Linked DNA regions of Rattus norvegicus: region 1 is linked to region 2. Evidence: chromatin contacts called from public Hi-C data. All regions are on one chromosome and are shown on one strand. Each heading gives the region's core, a stretch centred on a gene start, on an enhancer-like site or on the middle of the called end of the contact. The rest is flanking DNA. Distances are from core to core; before and after follow the strand shown.

The links. Hi-C and Micro-C count contacts between places; a contact is called where the count stands out from the background.
Region 1: a contact with region 2 is called in a Hi-C map of kidney, with 2.6 times the contacts expected there. The contact joins the promoter of Cntfr here to the enhancer-like site in region 2. A contact is called at or near these places in 10 of 12 Hi-C or Micro-C datasets (the Rat2 cell line, Schwann cells, frontal cortex and 5 more) and 1 of 1 datasets of contacts at active chromatin or transcription factors (oligodendrocytes).

What each region holds. Positions count from the first base shown.
Region 1 is chr5:61,652,260-61,658,592 of GRCr8, forward strand. It overlaps Cntfr (ciliary neurotrophic factor receptor), which reads right to left and starts at 4,659. Exons shown (of 10, transcript NM_001003929.2): 1 at 4,495-4,659.
Region 2 is chr5:61,507,666-61,514,746 of GRCr8, forward strand. All of the region lies in intron 1 of Fam219a (family with sequence similarity 219, member A), which reads right to left. Among named protein-coding and RNA genes, the nearest start is that of Fam219a, 15 kb to the right of the region's middle. Within about 2 kb of position 5,291, at least 15 of the 93 cell types and tissues checked have an H3K27ac peak or open chromatin away from gene starts, as enhancers often do.

The DNA of each region.
Region 1 (6,333 bases), core at 3,409-5,908, 140 kb after region 2:
TTTGGTGATTCGGATATGGGGTCCATTCTCCAGACTTACAGAGAATTAAGGACACACTCAACACCACAGGAGAATAGAGACTGTCCTGTCTTCAGAAACCTCACCAATGAGGGGAGAGGGCAGAGAGACCTCCAATCACTGCTGTCTCTAAGGACTTGTCTAGCTTCCACCCACATTCACTGAGGGGAGAGAAGCTTTTCTTATTTCCATCTTGCAAATCACTCACAGACCCCTGGAACCCGAGAGGGGTGCAAGGAGGGGCTCTTGGACCTCAAACCCCGAAGGGTCTCCTCTCCCCACAATCATGCCTCGACACTGGGGATCGACTTCCAGCCAAGCACCAGGAACAGGGTCCTGCCCACAAGAAGCTGCTTATTCGACAGAAGAGAAAAAGCGCTGTTCTCTTACTAGATGTCCTATTTGTGTCAAGGCAGAATACAGTGGTGACCGAGGCAGACCCAGAGCCCACTGAGTTCACAGGCAACACTACCACCCTGCTGTACTATGCAAGAAAGAACACATGAGGGGATGGTTGGACCCTGCCCTGAATCAACAGAAATCTGTCCCCAAGTTCAGGGACTCTCCAACACATTCCCAAGACACAGATAGGCCCTGCTGCTTACCACAAGTCACCGCCACTGCCTAACTTCAGTTCCTTCTGATGTAGGCCTAACCCCAACTTCTGGGAACTGGGTCCCTACAGCTGCAGGGTCTAACAACTGCTCGAGCGCCTGACTCTGGTGAACCCCCCCAAACCCAAAGGGGTTCTCTTTGCCCTTTACAAAAGTAAAGGGGGACAATCAATGACCCCTTGCTCTCCATCCACAGTTCCTCCACACAGGAAGCCAGAGCCAATGTGGGTGTGGTCACCCAGGGCCACAGGAGTTCACTGTCATACCCGCCCCCAACACCCCACAGTGGCTCTGGAGGAGGGGGGGCTCAGTCCACTTCAGCCTTCTTGCTTTCTGGACCCCTCCCCAAACTACACACACATGGTCCCCCCCTCCCCAACCAATCTGCATTTCAAAGAAAATTCACTCCATATGTTTCCGATTCATTTACACTTCAACTCGCTATGGGGTGGGGGGGCACAGAGCAGGACGCCTTGCCTCCAAGCCCCCCTCCCAACCCCATAGGGAGGCTGGAGAGCATGTGTCCAAAGCGACACGTCTTCCAAGGCTATGGAGCAGTTCAAGCCCGACCACCTCAGCCTGATGTGCCCCTTCCATGAACTAAGTCCTTACTGTGTAAGCATCTATGGGGCTGGGGTGGGGGTAGTATGCCTCAGGTGGTCCCACCCACTACTCTCCACGTTGGGCTGGTGAAGTCCAAGAGCATCCACTTCTTAAAGGCAGGTAGAGTCCTGGGGCTGGCTGCAGCCCAGACTCCCTAGGGCTAGTGTTCTTTTAGGGAGCAGGGAGGGGTAGGTTGGTATTCCTCAGTAAACACTGGAGCCATGAGACACAGCGAGGCCCCTACCTTTCTCCTTCTCCAGTCTGAGCAGAGGAGAGTAGAGAGGGTGCAATTAGATACAGTCTCTTCTCTCTCAGAATCACTAATGCACCTGGGAACTTTCCTGGAGCCCCAGCCCTGAGGATGAGTGGGCTGAGGGGAGGAAGATGTCTTAGGACTTGAGCCTTATACCCACCTCCCCGACACCCTGATTCTTCCTACCACAGAAGAGGTGCCCACAACTATTTAAGGAATATTTCATGGCACATGGAGGAATCTGACGGTTCACTGACCCCTGTACCAACAAACTGCTCAGACATTATGCCAAGAGCCGAGTTGGCTGGTAGGAAGGCTTGACTGCCCAGTGTTTCCACCATCCTGTTCACCAGACCACAGCCTGTGTAACAGACCAGAGGTAACCATAACCAAGTGTGTGCCCCATCTTCACCCTGGACATGTCTCTGTTCTTCACTCTGATTACCCTGTTCGCAGCACCATAACCCAGAGAGCACATGACAAAGCCTGGGTTCCCCTGGCATTGGGAAGATCACAGTCTTAGTGTAGGTCTGACTGAGCCACAGGATGGAAGCCTGAGTTTCGTGTGAACATCAGGATCTGACGTCAGTCTGAGTGTGAACTGTAGGATCAAAGGGTGGGTTTGTTTGGTTCCCTGGCAGTGCTGGAAGTCCGAGAAAGATGGGTGTGTGAACCAAGGTCCTGACATGTGTGCCTGACTGTGGGTCTGAGGGGCTCAGAGGTGGGCTCAGGGGCTGACTGACCCAAACAACTCCTTGCTAAATAAACAGGGTGAGTTCTTGGCTTTTGGGAAGTTCTGGGTGTGAGTTCAGTTTCCCTTTCTAAGTCAGATCCTGGTACGAGTCCAAGGTTAGCCCCTTGAGTCTAACCCCCCAGTTCCCCCATGTGAACCTAAGTGTGAACCAAAGGTCATCACATGACTCCACATGAGTGCTGTTGAATTTGAACATGAGCCCCATTTGTAGAGATGGGGGTCAGGGTGGAACTGGAATGGAAGGCACGGCAGCCTGACAGGGATTGCAGTGTCCTGAGAGAGCCCTTGCATTCACTCCAGAGCCCTGCGTTCTTCCTGAGTGTGAGTTTGAATGTGGGCCTCTAGTCTGAATGTGGCGGGGTCTTCTGGATGGAAGTGTCAACCCCAGAACACGCCATGGTCTTACAGAGTCAAAGTACCAGTTCCTGAGCCCCACAGAGCTTCTGAGGGCCAGTTCTAAGTCTCAACATGAGCTCATGAGCTAAAGTACAAGTGTGAGACCAAAATGAGGGCAGACCTGAAGTGAGAACACCCCCCCCAGAAGGTAAGGGCAAATCTGTGTGTGAATCCCACTCCCCTGGTGTGACTCTGAATGCAAGCCCGGGGAGGGTAACGCACCCCCGCACACCCCCCCCATGCCCCCTGTCCTCCCCCCCCCCCCCCCCCCCCGTCTCTGGAATGAGTTTGAGTGTTCCAGTGTGAATCCGAGTGTGAATTCCAGAGCCACAGGAAGTCTTGAGTGTGAACTTTAAACTCTTTAGTCTTTGGGTAGGCTCAGAGTCCCAACTGGAGTATCAGTTCTGACAGAGTCTGAACCCTTAGCTCCATCTTGATCCCTCCTAGAGCCTCGGAAACCGACAGAAAGGATTTGTGTGGGCTGTCAGAGTGAAGACAGGGACAAAATAGGAGACTCAGAGACTCACTGTTCCCCTCACCTCCCAGATCCAAGCTAGCCCTGCATTCCCATGAATAGCCAATTGGGCAAGCCCCACCGTTAGACACACAAAAATACACCCTATGTTTCTGACTCCAGGACACACAATAGTTGACTAAGGCACAAACACTCTGTATTCTCAACTCTTACCACCTCAGGGGATGTAGCACACAAATACATCCTGTGACACAGACACAAATATATCACAGGCAAAACAACTTGTGTTAAAGAAACACAGCATATAGACACATGCCCAGTGTTGCCGGCAAGATAAGGTGCTAGACTCGCGTGCGTGCGTACACACACACACACACACACACACACACACACACACACACACACGCGGGGGGGTGAGGGGGATGAATTCTCAAACAGAGAGACTAGACAGAAAGAAAGAAAATCCTGAATTTTCAACAAGGCGTGAAATAGTCCTGCCCGCCTGAAGCTACTGGAGGGGGGAGGGGGCCCAGGGAGCCAGCGAGCTAGACGCTGGAGAAGCTAGGCACAGGAGAGGAGTCGAGGAGAGCTGTCCGTCTGGTGACCTCCTCGCGGCCCAGCCCCCCACGCACGGGGAGATACACTACTCTGTACAACCTGGGGACACCCAGAAGCACCGGAGAAGGCACACATGGGCAGACTCACAAAAGAGACACTTGGGGATATGCCACAGGCTTGGAAACACACACACCAGAGGAGTTACAAAGAGACACACTGAAGGGGACTCACTGAGTGGACATACATCCAGGAGGACTCACGAGAAAACCACAGGCAGGATCACACACACACACACACACACACACACACACACACACACGCCCCACATGCAGATTCACACGGATACCCAGGCTCTGGCAGAAGCGCAGCCATCCCTTTACACTCCAGAGCACTTTGAAGTCCAGATTTCTCCCCCTCGAGAAAGAAGCAAGCTTTGGGTGCGTGGGGGGTCACTGCGACCCCCTAGCTCTGGAATTTTCCCAGACCCCGCGCATGCTGCTCAAGGGTGGGAAGAACAGGGACACTAGGACCAACCGCCCTGGCCACCTCCCTCCAGCCGCGATCGCCCAGCTTCACCACCACCACCACCACCACAACCACCACCACCACGCCCAACCCCTGGCGCGCCCGGACGTAGGGGGCTGCTGCTTGTGTGCCCCCGCCCCCGAGTTTACGGGCAAAGTTTCTCGTGAACTTTCCTACCTCCCCCGACCGCGGGGCCCACGCGTGTCCCCACACTTTACCCGCACGCACGAGGGCCGCGGATCTGTCCGCCTGAGCGTTCGAGGGTCAAGCCTCGCGCAGACCGACGCGGAACACTCACCGCGCCCTCGGGCCACTCGGGCTCCGCGCCGCGCCCTTCGGCCGCTGCAGGCGGTGAGGGAGGCAGGAGCGCGGAGTGAGCACTGCGGCCGGATCCCACTGCCGAACCCCGCGCCGCGCCGGCTGGAGCCGCCGCCTCCACTGCCGCCGCCGCCGCCCGCTCTGCACCGGCTCCTCTGCTCTCCGCGGCTTTAACCCCCCCATCCTCCTCCCTCCCTCGCGCGCTCCCTCCCTCCTTCCCTCGCCCATGTGACCGCGGGCGCCCGCTCGGCCGCGCGCGCCCTTGCTCCCCTCCCCCTCTCGCCTTGTCTCCCCCGCGCCTCCGCTGCCGCGCACCACGACCCCCCTCCCCGCCACGGCCCCCGCGCGCCTCCGCTTTGGCACGTTCCCGCGCCTGGCACGCGCGGCACACTGGCGGGGGCACGCTTGCCCGCGCAGGCCTGTGAGCCCCCACTCCCACTCGCCCCGCGCTGGCAGGCGCCCTACCCCCCGCTGGCACGCTCGCCCGCACTGGCACGCGTGGCCCCCTCGCATTCGCCCTTTCTCCGGCGCGCCCTCTGGACCGCTATGGACCCCGTGCTTCACGCGCGCTCGGGCCGCGGGTCTTACAAACGCGCGCGCACACCCACACCCACTCCTCCCGCTCTCCTAGGGCGGCCGGGCGCGCACCCACCCCCAAGTGATCGCTCATCACACTCTCAGCTTTGGCCAGGTCTCTCCTGCACACAGTCGTCTGTTCTGCCCCTCTGTTCGCACCGACACTCTGACACACCCGGGACCAACTCTGGGGTCCTTCTAGCTAGCATCCTCTAGAGGAGTACGAGGCAGAGCCCCAAGTCCCCATTAAACCAGCCCGCTCACTTCTCCCCTGTTCCTACCACCTCATCAAAGACACCCCCCTTCTGGTCCCTTGTCCGAGTTAACCGGCTTTATGCTTCCATGACTCCAATGGACCAGGATGGATGCCCAGGCCCTGTCATTACTACGACTCTCTGCCGTCCCCGGGATATCGGGCCTGAAAAGCAGCCTCCAGGAGGGGGATAGAGAAGTTGGGACTTAACTGCCTGGTCGGACGGTTGCAGGGCAGAGCATAACCCTCTGTGAACTGAGCTTGGCTCTGGAGCGCGCGCGCGCGCACACACACACACACACACACACACACACACACACACACACACACCTTGGGGCGGGGTGTTCACTTCACTAGACCTAGGCCCCTGTTCTGTCTGCAATATGGGAGATTAAGATTTGACAACCTGATCAACTCCCGAGGCCACACGAAAGCGCATTAGAAAGGGGGGTGCTAAAGGCAGAAACCAGAGGTCCACCCCCTTGAATTTTTCGACTGGCCTTTGACCCATAATCCCTGGGCCTTGCGCCTCCAGGGAACTGTTCCACGGCTGAGGGCTAGGGGAGGGAAATACCTCGCTGTTTCTTCACACCCTTCCCCAGCAGGCTGCCTACAGCGCCCGGGCCCTTTCCCAACAAATGCCTCAGAGACTCTACTGCAGAGGAAAAACCTTCCCGCCACTGCCGGGGCTTTTCGCTTTCACTTCCATGGCTCCACCGTACAACGGTCTGGAGTCAGGCTGGATTGAAGCTCAGAGTGGGTGGGCCAGGGTTTAAGGACCCAGCTCAGGTCAGAGCATAACCACCCACACAGTAGACGCTCTCTTACTAGCTTCTCTGGACCCACCTAAGGTCCCCAGGATATAGACACTAACAAGTGAGCTGAGGGAAGGAGTACAAAAAGTGCAAAGAAATACGAAGCGAGGTGATGGACACACACACAAGAACTGTCTTTCTGTGCTGATGGTAGGCCTGGACCAGGTCAGGTTCT
Region 2 (7,081 bases), core at 4,041-6,540:
TTGCCCTCCTCTCACGAGGTCCTAGGAATGCCTTCAAGCTAATTTCCAGAGTGCAGCTTTTAGTGAGTAAATCACTGAGACAAACACCCATTCTCCCTCTCAGTTATCTTTATTAGGATCTTACTCAGCACATGCTTGCTCCCCGGGACACTGCTGAACAGGTCATTTAAACAGCTGGTCCTTCTTTTCTCTAAACAAGATGCTATGTTACAGCCCGGGGGTGGCCAAGGGTCCATGGAAACCATATGGGGCAGCAGGCCCTCGAAATGCATGACCCTAGAACAGCAGCAGCCCAGGTGGGGGTCCATCCCCCGTGTCGCATCCTTCCACAGCTGGGCTCCACAGCCAGCTCTGCCAAGTACTCATTACACAGCTGAAATTAACCAGAAGCCGGTGGCAACTCTGGGACATGCCAAGAGGGGGCAGTGTGGTACTACGGTTAAGAGAATGAGTTCCAAGGCCACACACCTGGGTTTGATATGGCTCTGCCACTTAGCTGTGACCTTGGGTCTCAGCTCCCCCTCTGTAGATTAAGCAGATACCCCCTTCACAGAGTTGCAAAGGTTAAGTGAAATGCTGTGTGTCTGGTAAATGTTCACTAATAGCAGGGCACATGTTAAATATGACAGAATGACAGGTGACTAAATAAGAGATCAGAAACTGAAATTTTCATTCATGCATTCATTCATTCATTCATTCATTCATTCATTCAACAGGTAGTCAGTGAAAGTCTACTATATGACAGGTACTTTCAGGGGTTTAATGTGATACCAGAAGTGGTCTCTGCCTTCATGGAACCTGGACTTTATAAGTCCTTATGGCAACAGAACACTTATCCATATATTTCCTAATTACATCTGTGAGAAGCACAAGGAGAGAAGATCCCTGAGGCAAGCTTAGAAGACAAGTTGGAGTTAACCCAAACAAGGTAGAAGGTACAGAACAAAGCATTCCAGGAGAAAATTATGGGTACAATCCCTGAGCAAAAGGAAGCAGAACTTGGGGAAGCAGAGGGAGGCGGGGTGCAGCCAGGGTGGAAGCGACAGGGCTTGAGGTGAGCTGGAAGGGAAGGCTGCAGGCGACTATCCGACTATCCGAGGCCTTGCAGGTCGTTCGAGGATTTGAGCAGTTTCCTTTTCTTTTCTCTTCAGACAGGAGCTCATGCATCCCAGGCTGGCCTAGACTTACTGCGTGTCTGCAGATGCCCTGGCCGTCTGGTCCCCTCCCCCTCTGTCTCCAAGTGCTGAGATTACAGGGCTCTCTTCCATACCCTGCTCAGGACTCCCATGTTTACAGGCAGGAGAAGTTGCTTAAGTGTAAGGGATAAGGGACTTCCGTTACTTAGCAACCCAATTTCCTTTGTGCCTCTGCTTTTTTAGGGAGTTTGAGAAGTTCAGATAGGGTTTTTCTATGGGTCCCAGGTTCACCTTGAACCACTCACTATGCAGCCTGGGCTGACTCGTGCTTCAGCCTCTTGAGTACTGGGGATTACAAGTGTGCACTACCACATCTGGTTTCTGTTGACTGTTTTATTATTTTGTGACAGAAGGTCTCACTGCATGGATTAGACTGCTCTCAAATTCACAATCCTACTTCAGCCTCCCAAGTGTTGGGATCACAGATGTGTATTACTATACATCACTGATAATCTCTCTTCATGGGATGAAAGAGATTGGGTTTCACATAATTCTTGCTGGGGCCATCCAGGAGAGGGGAGTAAAAAAGTACTATGTGGCAGGTCTGCTTTTGGAGCAGAATGTGGCCCTTCAGGTTCTTTCTCACTGTTCAAGGAAGAGTCAGGCAGATGGAGGAACCAGGGTGGACATCCAAGGTTCCTCTTATCAGAAATCCTACAGTTGACCCTGTGAATTTGTGAATTATGTATATACTTATTCAACTTCAGTTGGAAATATTAGGCAGAAAATGTCTGGACTAAACATGTATGGACTTTTTAAAATCATTATTCCTGGGGTTGAGGATTTAGCTCAGTGGTAGAGCGCTTGCCTAGGAAGCACAAGGCCCTGGGTTCGGTCCCCAGCTCCGAAAAAAAAAAAAAAAGAACCAAAAAAAAAATCATTACCTTAAGCAATATAGTACAATAACCATTTATACCCAGCATGGTGGCACATGCCTTTAATCCCATCACTTAGGGAGAAGCAGGTAGATCTCTTTGAGTTTCAGGTCAGCAGGGTTACATAGTAAGATAGTGTCTCAAAACCAAACCAAATCAAACCAACCAAACAAAATAACTGTTTACATGGTACACACATTGTATTAGTCATGGCAAGGAATCTTGGGAGGGTTTCAAGTATTAAGAAGTGTGTGTACACTGTATGCCACTCTAAGTTTCTTTCAATTTTGTTCTTCTTTGAAACAGGGTCTGCCTATGTTGTCCAGGTCAGCACTGAACTCATGTACTCAAGCAATCCTCTTGCCTCAGCCCTGAATTGTGGAGACTCTAGGCACATGCCACCATGCTTGGCTACCAAATAACTAAGGGGCTTGAATGACCATGGTTTTAGGTGTTGGCAGAGGGACTGGTCCTAGAGCCAATTCCCCACAGATGCTGAGAAACCATCACACTGGGCAATGGACACCAAAATACAGTACCTGCTATTTCCTGCCTCTGATAGCTAATCCCTGACCAGCCTGCACCTTTCAGGCTTCCTGCTACATCAAAAGCTCGATGTCATTGGACATAGTGACCAGAAGACTACGCTGGGTGTTACAGGTACAAGATTTACATAGGCAGGGTTGGGGTCTGGGTGGATTTTAGTCTGTAAGCAGCAGCTCCAGACTCTGGGCTTTCTGGTCATTTGGCCACTGAGAAAATGATGCCTGCATTTTACTTGTCTAGAGCACATGTACACAGAGCACAAGATCTACAGTCTCTCCTCGAAACAGAAGAATCAAAGAGGAGCGGTGATCAGGGGAGGTGTAGGAATGCCAAAGTACCAGAGGATGGTAACTGTTCTGCTCCCAAAGGCAGTTAAACTTGGTAGGAGAGAGAAGAGGACATGACAGCTGGGGTTGCCCTTCCCATGCCTCCCTCAACCTCTCCCAGCCAGTAAACAGGAAGCCAGGCTTGGGTGCCTGCCAGAACCCCGACTTGGGCAGGAAGCTGAGGAAACAAATGTGGAAGACTATCCTCAGTACAGAAGAAGGCTCCTGAGAAAGTCCTAGGCAGGAGAAGAAAACCCAGCTCCTGTGCAGAACTTTCTCAGGAAAGCAGCAGCCTGAGCTGCTTGCACACCTCAGGCATGGCCTGTGGGTCAGGCATGGCCCTAGCAGGATTCACAGAGATGTCTCGGTGAGAAGAGAACCAAGTCGGGAGCCTCCCCTCAGGGAAGCCTAGATCACCCAGGAAGCAGAATGGAGTCCATGAGGTCTGAAGACCTGTTAGAGCCATCTTGGGTTGATGCAGAAGGAAATGATGGTGTGGCATAAGGATGGTGTGGGGAAAGTAGATGCCAAGGAGAGACGGCCTGCAACCAGGGCTATTGATGGGCACCAGGAAGCTCCTAATGAAATAATGGCCCGAGGTAATGACCAGCAGGGATGCTGAGGACATTAGGTAAATGTTGAGGAACCTCTGTAATGGGCTGTAATCAGGATAACTACCCCATCAATCAGTCTGCACACCACAGGCCAGCTGTGTGCTGAGGATGATGTACTCAACTATACCTCAGAGGGACCTGGGCTCATGCACAGCACATCTACTAAGCAGTCTTCAGGCATGGACTCTGACTACTGGTTTACAGAAATGTGGGAGAGAAGAATAGGACTAAAAACAGCACAGGGATGCCACTCACAAACCAGAATGTGGGAAACATAACAAAAGACCCTCAAAGAGGTAACTGCAAGAAAAGAAAAGGTAGGAGGGACTACAGATTAAGTAAGTGCCAACAAGGACCACATAAAACCCACGTGGCACAAGCTTGACGCCTGGTTTGGAGCCCTGGAACCTAAGTAAAGACGGAAGGACAGAACTGACCCTACAAAGTTATTCTCTGATCTCAATGTCAAGGGCACGCATACACACACACACACACACACACACACACACACACACACACACACACACACACACATCCCAGATAAAATCTGAAAAAGGAAGGCCAACCAAGTACAATGTATGGACTAACAGCAAGCAAGCTAAGTGAGAGTTTTATGATGTTAAGAGATGTGAAAACATCACAATCTGTTAAAGATAACATTAAAAAGACAGACCCAAGACGATGGTAAACATGAATTAGAATTATCTGTCAGCAAGGGGAATGGATGAATGATGTCAAAGTTGTTTGTGAATATGTAAGGGTTCATTTTACTTCCTAGTAAACATATGCTTGAAAGGTACTGTGACAAAATGTTGGACAGAACTCAAAGCCAGGATAGGCTGCCTCCTTTTCTAGCACACAGACATGGGGAGGGTCTTTTTAAATGCTGTCTGACCACTGACCTTTGTAAAGTGAACTAGCAGCACAACAAGCCCTGCCCTCTATAAACAGTGAGCTCTCCAAGAAGGTCCCATTGTGACAACAGGAATCACTAACATGGGATAGGGGAAAGGACAGGGTCTCTGAGACCCTTCATAGCTCTCTGTGTAACTGCCCTCTCATGGGATCATCCTCTGAGAGGAGAGCTCGTTTGTCTCTAAGCAGCCTTACCACAGCCCCATCACTGAGGTGGGGGCCCTTCTCATTTGATGAAGAGAAGAAACATGTCCCTGCCATCTGCCATCACACAATTCCTCTTCCTCCTCCTCCTCTGCCTACTCTCCCTAACCACTAGCCACACACCATGACTCCTGCTTAGACTTTCTGAAACAAAGCCAGGCCTGGGAGCTGAAAGGCCAGCCAAGAACAGAGAAGGTTCTCTGGAAGCTAGGATCTTCAGGGAACTGTTCTGGGGGTCCTCCTCCTTCAGTGAAGACTCCCCTCATCAACTGTGCAATCTGCATGCTAACAGCTGCTGACTTTCCCACCTAGAGGTAGGCTGCCCAGACAGAATCCCTGTCATAGTTAGCTTCTGTGCTAAGAACATGAACCTGACATGCTAAAGCTGAAAGGCTGTCCAGAATGATATCCCCCCTACCTCCTCCCTCTGAGACCTTGGGTACTTTTCCCATCTCTAGGAGGATGTATGCAAGCCACACAATGCTGGGGGACTCATCAACAGAGTCTGTCTTTGCTTATTAAATATTAAATATCACTATACTATTAATAGCTCTCCCAGTCAGTCCCACAACAGAGCTGCCAATGTGGTTAAAGGTTTTGCCACCAATGGGAGCAGGGCTCCACTGGTCCTCCCATGTGCCCATTTCTGAAAACTTACCGGGTGTTGCAAAGGGAGAGGATGGAGAAAGGCCAGTTTGGAAGGGCCTCAGTGGGGAGTCCCTGACTAGCCAAAGAGCAAGAAACAGTGGCTGTCAGAGCCCCAGGGCCTCTCATCCTGTGGTTTCTCGAAAGCACCCCGCCCCACTGCTCTCATTCATACCACCCTTTCTTGGGTTTCTACCACACGTCCCAGCTTATCGCTGTGATTTTGGTTGTGTGCTTGATTTGTTTAGGATCTGTTTCTCCCACTGGCTTGCCATGTTTGCATTCTTGATTATTCTATTCCCTACTTCTGGTGTAGTGTCTTACATACAGCAGATGTTCAAAATGTTTCTTTGAATAATGAATGAATTCTTCAATCCATGTATCCCCCTGAAACTCCCACAATTCTTCAATATGTATGTTTCTGCTCCCTGGCTCCCACCTACTCATTCCTCAGAATCCCCCAACTCCTGTCTACTCTTACTCATCCTCAAATGAGCCAGCTGTCTTCTGTGACTCCATTTCATAAGACCGAATCTCTTCTTTTCCGAACAGTCAGGGCCTGGGTTAGTAGGTGCTTCCTACCAGGGAGATAGAGGAGAAGCTGAAGGACAAGGCTCACGGGACAGCTTACTGAAGTGGACACCCTGACCCAAGAATGTTATATACCAAGTTAGATACCAGACTGGAGAGAGGTTAGAGCCTTGAGACTGGTCAACAGTTCATAACAATAGCCAGGGAAGGCTCTTTGGAGAAGCAGAGTTGTCCTGGTTTTAAAGAATGGATAAGAGTGTGCTGACTGAGTGGTCAGAGACGGGAGAGAATTCTTCACAGGAGAATAATCTCCAGGCACCAATAGGGGACAGGGGGTAGAAGGGGTGGCTGGTCTGCAGGAAAGCTGGCATGGATGGTACAATGAACAGCTTTGAGGGATGAAGTTGGTCTCAAGAGACCCATGAAGCCTGATGTAGAAAACTGAACTAGGTCTAAGGTTGTAAAGGGAATACCCTGGGCCGGAGAGCAGGACATTAGTTCTGCCCTGGCTAATGTCCCTGGGTAACAGTCAAGCTAATTCTGTCTTCAGACTCTGCATACAGGTATACAAATGAGCAACAAGAACTCTCCCAAAGTACTTCGCAAGGTGGGTCAAGTGCTTGGGAAATCTATTTCTTCTCTCTTAAAAAGGAATCTAGATAGGCTTAAGACTTTATACACCTTCACACTTTACACAAAAGTCATATACAAGAGTGAAAGATGGCATGCTTACATCTTGTCAGAAGAAAGGAAGAAAGGCCAAGAACAGATGGTGTCTGGAGGACCAGCCTAGAAATAGAGAGATGGGCAAAAGCTCATCACAGAAAGCAAGTGCTGCTCATAGTGTGGACCATGACTGCTTCAGTCAGCCACGATTCTGCTCCAGCACAATTCCTGGTGCCTATTTTAGGAAGAGCATGGCATTTTCTGAAGAGCAGTGTATTTCCAGGTGTCTGGGCTTCTGGGCAGCTTTAGAGCTGCTACCTCAGGGAGGAGAGTAGTAGGTACCCCTCATGCTCCCATCCAATGGGAAGAGGAGGAATAGGTACCCCTCATGCTCCCACCCAATGGGGAGAGGAGGAATAGGTACCCCTTCATGCTCCCACCCAATGGGAAGAGGAGGAGTAGGCACCCCTTCATGCTCCCACCCAATGATTCTTCGTCTTCCCTGTGAAGTTACAGGTAGTTTGAAGTCTATCCTTCCCTCCTTCCCTGATCTAGTTAGTCCT